2 separate regions of the Rattus norvegicus genome follow, and region 1 is linked to region 2. A link is a contact called in public Hi-C data. All regions are on one chromosome and are shown on one strand. The core of a region is the stretch at or near the end of the contact, and the rest is flanking DNA. Distances in the headings are between cores, read along the strand shown.

Evidence for each region. A called contact is a pair of places that touch in the nucleus more often than the background predicts.
Region 1: a contact with region 2 is called in a Hi-C map of psoas muscle, with 1.9 times the contacts expected there. The contact joins the promoter of Cnn2 here to the promoter of Gamt in region 2. A contact is called at or near these places in 2 of 12 Hi-C or Micro-C datasets (mammary epithelial cells and psoas muscle).

Annotation. Positions count from the first base shown.
Region 1 is chr7:10,368,876-10,371,575 of GRCr8, forward strand. It overlaps Cnn2 (calponin 2), which reads right to left and starts at 1,437. Exons shown (of 7, transcript NM_001399010.1): 1 at 1,312-1,437. The coding sequence starts at 1,374.
Region 2 is chr7:10,098,027-10,100,726 of GRCr8, forward strand. It overlaps Gamt (guanidinoacetate N-methyltransferase), which reads left to right and starts at 1,258. Exons shown (of 6, transcript NM_012793.3): 1 at 1,258-1,505; 2 at 2,328-2,473; 3 at 2,579-2,642. The coding sequence starts at 1,325. It also overlaps a transcript of Dazap1 not described here.

The sequences.
Region 1 (2,700 bases), core at 187-2,686, 270 kb after region 2:
ACTGAACAAAGCTCCACCGGATATGAATCAGCCAGGGGAGAAACTGAGGCACGAAGGTCCGGCAGAAAAGTCTCCGGGTCTCCCCCTCCCAGTGAAGACGCAACCCTTCTGTGACCCCTGCAGGCTGCTCGAGGCCACTCCATTTCCCAACAGCTCCCCAGTCAGAGGGAGTCTGAGAGTCTGAGACCTCATCCTTCGCCCCCCCCCCGTCCTCCCCCTCCCCGTGCAGCAGGTGCTGACCGGTCCCTGGCCCCACCCAGCTCCTAAAGCTCTATCCTCGGGCCTTTTCCCATTCTTTCTTTCACTTTCTGAGGTGTCCAACCCGCTCTGTAGGAATTGGGCAGGGCCATCAGACCTGCGCATGCTGTGTGTCTCTGGGGAGCTAGCGCAACCTCTCTGAGCTCGAGATGGGAACTGAAATAGCAGCTTGTCTCTACCAGGCTGAGGATAGCAACACGGGTGGCATGAGGTAAGTATGCTTCTCGTGTCACTGGTGGGGACCTGGCTAGTGCCAGGCGGTGGTGGGTCGGGCTCGTAGCTTCAGCAGGCCTAGGCAGGTTGCTCGGCTTTGCTGGCTTTGCTGAGTGTGAAATTTGCATTCCCAGGTGCCGGGTGTGTGTATGTTTGGTCGGCAGATCTATCTGGAAGGTTTCAGGATGTCAGGCCTGATGTCAGGCCTGAGCCCCCTAAGTCTGGAATCAGTGTCTCCCTCATGGGCTCAGGGCACCGTGGTGTGTGCCTCTCCAGATGTCCCTCTGAAACTAGTGACATCACTATCCTCCTGCGTTTGAGGTTCATCTCAGTGAGCCTTTTCCCAGGTGTAGGGGTGTGTGTGTGTGTGTGTGTGTGTGTGTGTGTGTGAGAGAGAGAGAGAGAGAGTCCTGGAAGGGAGCCACACCCTGCTAAGAAAGCCACCGGCCCCGCCCCCTTCCCTGTCCCCAACTTAAGTGGCTTGATGAAACGGGAAGTTTCGACAGGTAATGAAGATGGGGCCTCAGGGGGAGGGGGTACTCTCAAACCCCCGGCTCGCTCACTTGCGCTCACTTTCTCTCTCCCAGGCTTTAACTCATCCTTCAAGGAACTCAGAGTGCAAGAAGTCAGGGGGCGGGGGTGGCGGGACCCAGAGGTTCAGGGCGAGGCTGGAGGAGACACCCTGGGATGCGGATAAAATGGGTCCCAAGCCTCCCAGACGCCACAGTTCCCCACAGCATCCCCAGACCCTCCGGATGTCAGGGTAAAGCAAAGCCAGGCTAGCCCGGCTCCTGCATCGGTCTGTGCGTTCGAGGCTGGCGGGACCCCGCGCCCACTCACCCGGTTCTTGACCTCGGCCGAGAGCCCGTAGGACGGACCCTTGTTGAACTGCGTGGAGCTCATGGCGCGGGACCCTGGCGCGGGACAGGCAGACCAGAGGGACCGGCAGAGGGACCGGCTGCGGGCGAACGGCCCGGGACAGGGCTGAGCGCCGCCCCCGCCGCCGATTGGCTGGCGGGGCAAATGCCCTTATAAGGCGTGGAAGCGCCGAATTCCTGTGGCCGCGACTTCCTGAGCCCCGCTCGGCCGACGGGACCCCCGCCCGCCGGAGCCACCCCAGCATCCCGGCCGGGCAGGAGGGGCCCACGGTTGCCTTTGGAGTTACGGGAAACTGAGGCAGCGAGTGGCCTGGGCTTCAGTTTACTCCTCCTGTACCATAGTGAGAGACAGGGAACTGTTGGGTGGGACCCTGAACCCTAAAATCTGGTTGGGAGCCCTTCTCTGCTACTACCGGCACTTTCCAGCATCTTGTTCCCTCTCCCGACAACTCATAGTGGGAGCGAGGGGTGCTGGGGCGGTATAGACTGGAATCAGGGCAGGCTCCTCAGAGGAGGAGGCCTCGGGAGTTGGAGCTTTGACCGATGAGTAGGAGTTTCCCAACCCAAAATGAAACGACTTTTTGGTAGATGACAAGTGCAAAAGTCGGAGAGTGGGAGAAGGGACTCGCCTGGCGGTGGGGTTAGGGGTGGGGTGGGGCTCCCAGAAGGACTGAGGGTTGCTGGCTGTGAGGCTGTGGGGGTGGAGAGGCCCAGGATGAGGTCATGAGGTGTCCTGGGCTGTCCTGCTATACAGTGGGGTTTCAGTAAGTGCCTGCGCTCAACCTGCATCTGTAGATGGATCAATGAATGCACGCTCGCCTGTCAATCCAGAGCTGGGAGGCCGAGCCTCCAGCATCAGGAGTTCAAAGTCATCTTTGGCTACAGACAGAGTTCATGGTCAACCTGGGCTACAGAAGACCCTACATCAAGTTGGTCCCTGTGTAGTTGACATTCCTGAGGGTCGGGGGTCGTGCCCCACCCACAGGACACAGGCACTACACTCCTTCCTGAGGGTCTCGAAGGACTCTCACGGCTTGACAGAGAGACCTTGGCCATGGGGTGGAAGCATGAGTAGGAGTTGGATACTTCTGAAGGGTGGTTGTCTTCTCAGCTCTCTGGGTTTCTGTGGTTTGGACAAATCCTTCCTCTCTGGGCCCTGCCGTTGTTTTCGAGTTTGTGCAGTGGGGCAGCAGACTCCAGAGAATCCCAAGCTGTGAACAGTGCAGGTTCCTGTGACCAGGCAGGAAGCCCCAGCTGTCGGGACACCGAAGACCTTTTCGGAATAAAGAAAGCACTTGTCAGAGAGGTCATGCTGTACGGAATACACACCAGGCTTAGCAGGGTATCAGGG
Region 2 (2,700 bases), core at 8-2,507:
GTTCAGAGGTAGAATCAGACAGAACTCTGTGAGTTTGGGGCCATCTTGGCCTACACAGCAAGCTCCAGGCCAGCCAGGAGCTCCTGTCTCTAAATAAACAGATTAAAGAGAAATAAAAAAAATCAACTTTTTGATTTGAGGAGCATCGTGGAGGGCACGCTAGGATCAGCAAGTTTCACAGCCTCTTCAGACAGTAAGTAGAGTACCCTTGTCAGCCAGCCAAGCAAATGCAGAAAGTCAAGCTTCATTCCAAATGTCTGGTACCAGGGAGCTTGCCCCGCACCTCGCAGAAGCCACAACAGTACTTCTTTCGGTGGCACTGGTCCCACTGGTAGTCTCTAAGCGTCCCTCCCTACACCGCACGCACTTCGCCCCTCAAGGCTACAACTTCCTGTCTAGATAACTAGGCTCCGCCCAGGCCCGTAGGCTCCGCCCCACTCATAATAAAAGACTGGATTCAGCTCCACCCACGAACAACTACCCCGGCCCTCAGGCCCGGCCTCCTGGGCGCCAACCTCACCCTAGCGGAAAGCTAGGCCGGGGCTCCAGTTTTGCCTCTACCAGGCTAGGCCCCACCCGTGGGAGAAGACTAGGCTTCGCCACTAGCAGAAGGCTTGGATTTCATCCTATCCCATAAACACCTACCCCATGGCTCTGTCCTCATCCGTAGCAGAAAGCTGGACATCACCGTCCCAGCCGGCTGGCCCCGTTCCTTAGCTTCTTCTCTCATACTTAGCAGAAAGATGACCCCACCCCATTGCTCCGGTCCCGCCCCTAGCAGAAGGCTGGACTCTGCCCTACCCTACAGGCTCCATCCTGTATGGCTCCTGCCTGCATCCCTCATACAAGTCTGGATTCTGTCCCAGCCCACAGGTCTGGCCCCATCCATAGCAAAAAGGTTGGACTCCTCCCCAGCCCACCACTGCAGGACCTATCCCATTCCATAGATCCGCCCCTCACAGAACTTTACTCCGGGTTCCAGCCAGTAGCCCCTACCCTGAGCACGCTCCACCCTGCCCTCAGACTCCATCCACCCAGGCCCAGCCCAGTACTAGGCTGGCCACCCTCCCGGATCAAGGCCCAACCCTTTTCTAATGACTGGACCCTCCCTATCCCAGCAAGGCCCGCCCCAGCTAATAGGCCCCGCCCACCCGGCCCAGCACTGGACTCCCTCGGGGCACACAGGTCCCGCCCCCGCCTCAGGCTCCCACCCACCCCAGTGCAAGGCTAAACTCCTCTTTGCAGAGGCGCCGCCCCACCCCGCCTCCTCCAGCCTGGTGGTTCCGCAGCCGTACTCTCCTGGCCTGGTGTGCACAGCCTCACCATGAGTTCTTCTGCAGCCAGCCCGCTTTTCGCGCCTGGCGAGGACTGCGGCCCCGCGTGGCGCGCGGCCCCCGCGGCCTATGATACGTCTGACACGCACCTGCAGATCCTGGGCAAGCCAGTAATGGAGCGTTGGGAGACCCCCTACATGCATTCGCTGGCGGCTGCTGCTGCCTCCAGAGGTACTCTGCCCAGAAGAAACGGAGGCTACAGTTTAGGAGTGTAGGAGTTCCCATGCATGCTGCATGCCTCAGTTTCCTTACCTGAGGCACTGAGCTGCCTTGGGGTTACCTTGGCAGGGAAGGGAAGAGTGTTGGCAAAATGTAGACGCAGGCAAGAGAAGCCGGCTCCGAACTAGAACTTCCTCTCCTGGGGAAAAAGACTTCTACTTCCCGGAGCTGGGTTGGAGGGTGGATCTTCGGACCACAGCCTCGAGTGGAGCTTAGAGACAGAGTGGAGGGGCGTGGGACTTGTGCGGGTCGGGAACCTCCGAGTTTCCCCAGGCTGTTGCTAAGAATAGCTTGGGAAAACGGAGCAGAGAGGCAGCTGTCCGGTGCTATGGCCCTGAACTTCTGGACGAGGGGTGGTGTCTGGGACACCCCAGCCTCAAACAGGTCAATAGCCAAAGGGCTTCAAAGTTCACCCGGAGCACATGAGGACCTGGTATCAAGTGCGGAATGAAACATGGAGGGGTTACAGGTGTCGGGCCTCAGAACCAGGCTTGGCCCTTTCTAACCCCACAGTAGGGCCATAGCACAAATAGCGTGGGTGGGCATGGGCTCAGAGTCCAGGGATCCCTGGGGCCAAGCCCAAAAGCAGTGGCCAGTCCCTAGGCTCCCAGGCTCGCCGCTCTGATTGGCAGCTGGCCAGGGCCCACACTCTCTGTGCTACTTTGTTCTGTCCACCCACTGCTGGCTGGCTGTCCTTGAGGCATGTGTGAGCCAGGCCTCCCATCCAAGTCCCCCTCCCCCACCCATGCCAGCTGTAGTGTTTTGTCCTCCTAGGGGGCCGGGTCCTGGAAGTGGGCTTTGGGATGGCCATTGCAGCCTCCAGGGTGCAGCAGGCCCCCATAAAGGAACACTGGATTATTGAATGCAACGATGGGGTCTTCCAGCGTCTACAAAACTGGGCCCTGAAGCAGCCACATAAGGTACCTTCTGTCACTGGAGTACAGGCTGGGAGTAACCCCCCGGGACTGGGAGATCATGGGGGTCCAATGTGACCCCTAACCTCTCTTGTCCCTCTCCTCTCCAAGGTTGTTCCCTTGAAAGGCCTGTGGGAGGAGGTGGCACCTACACTGCCTGATGGTCACTTTGATGGTGAGGGCACTTTGGGAGCCTGGCAAGGGGGTTGGCCTCTGGGTACTGCTTGGCAGCC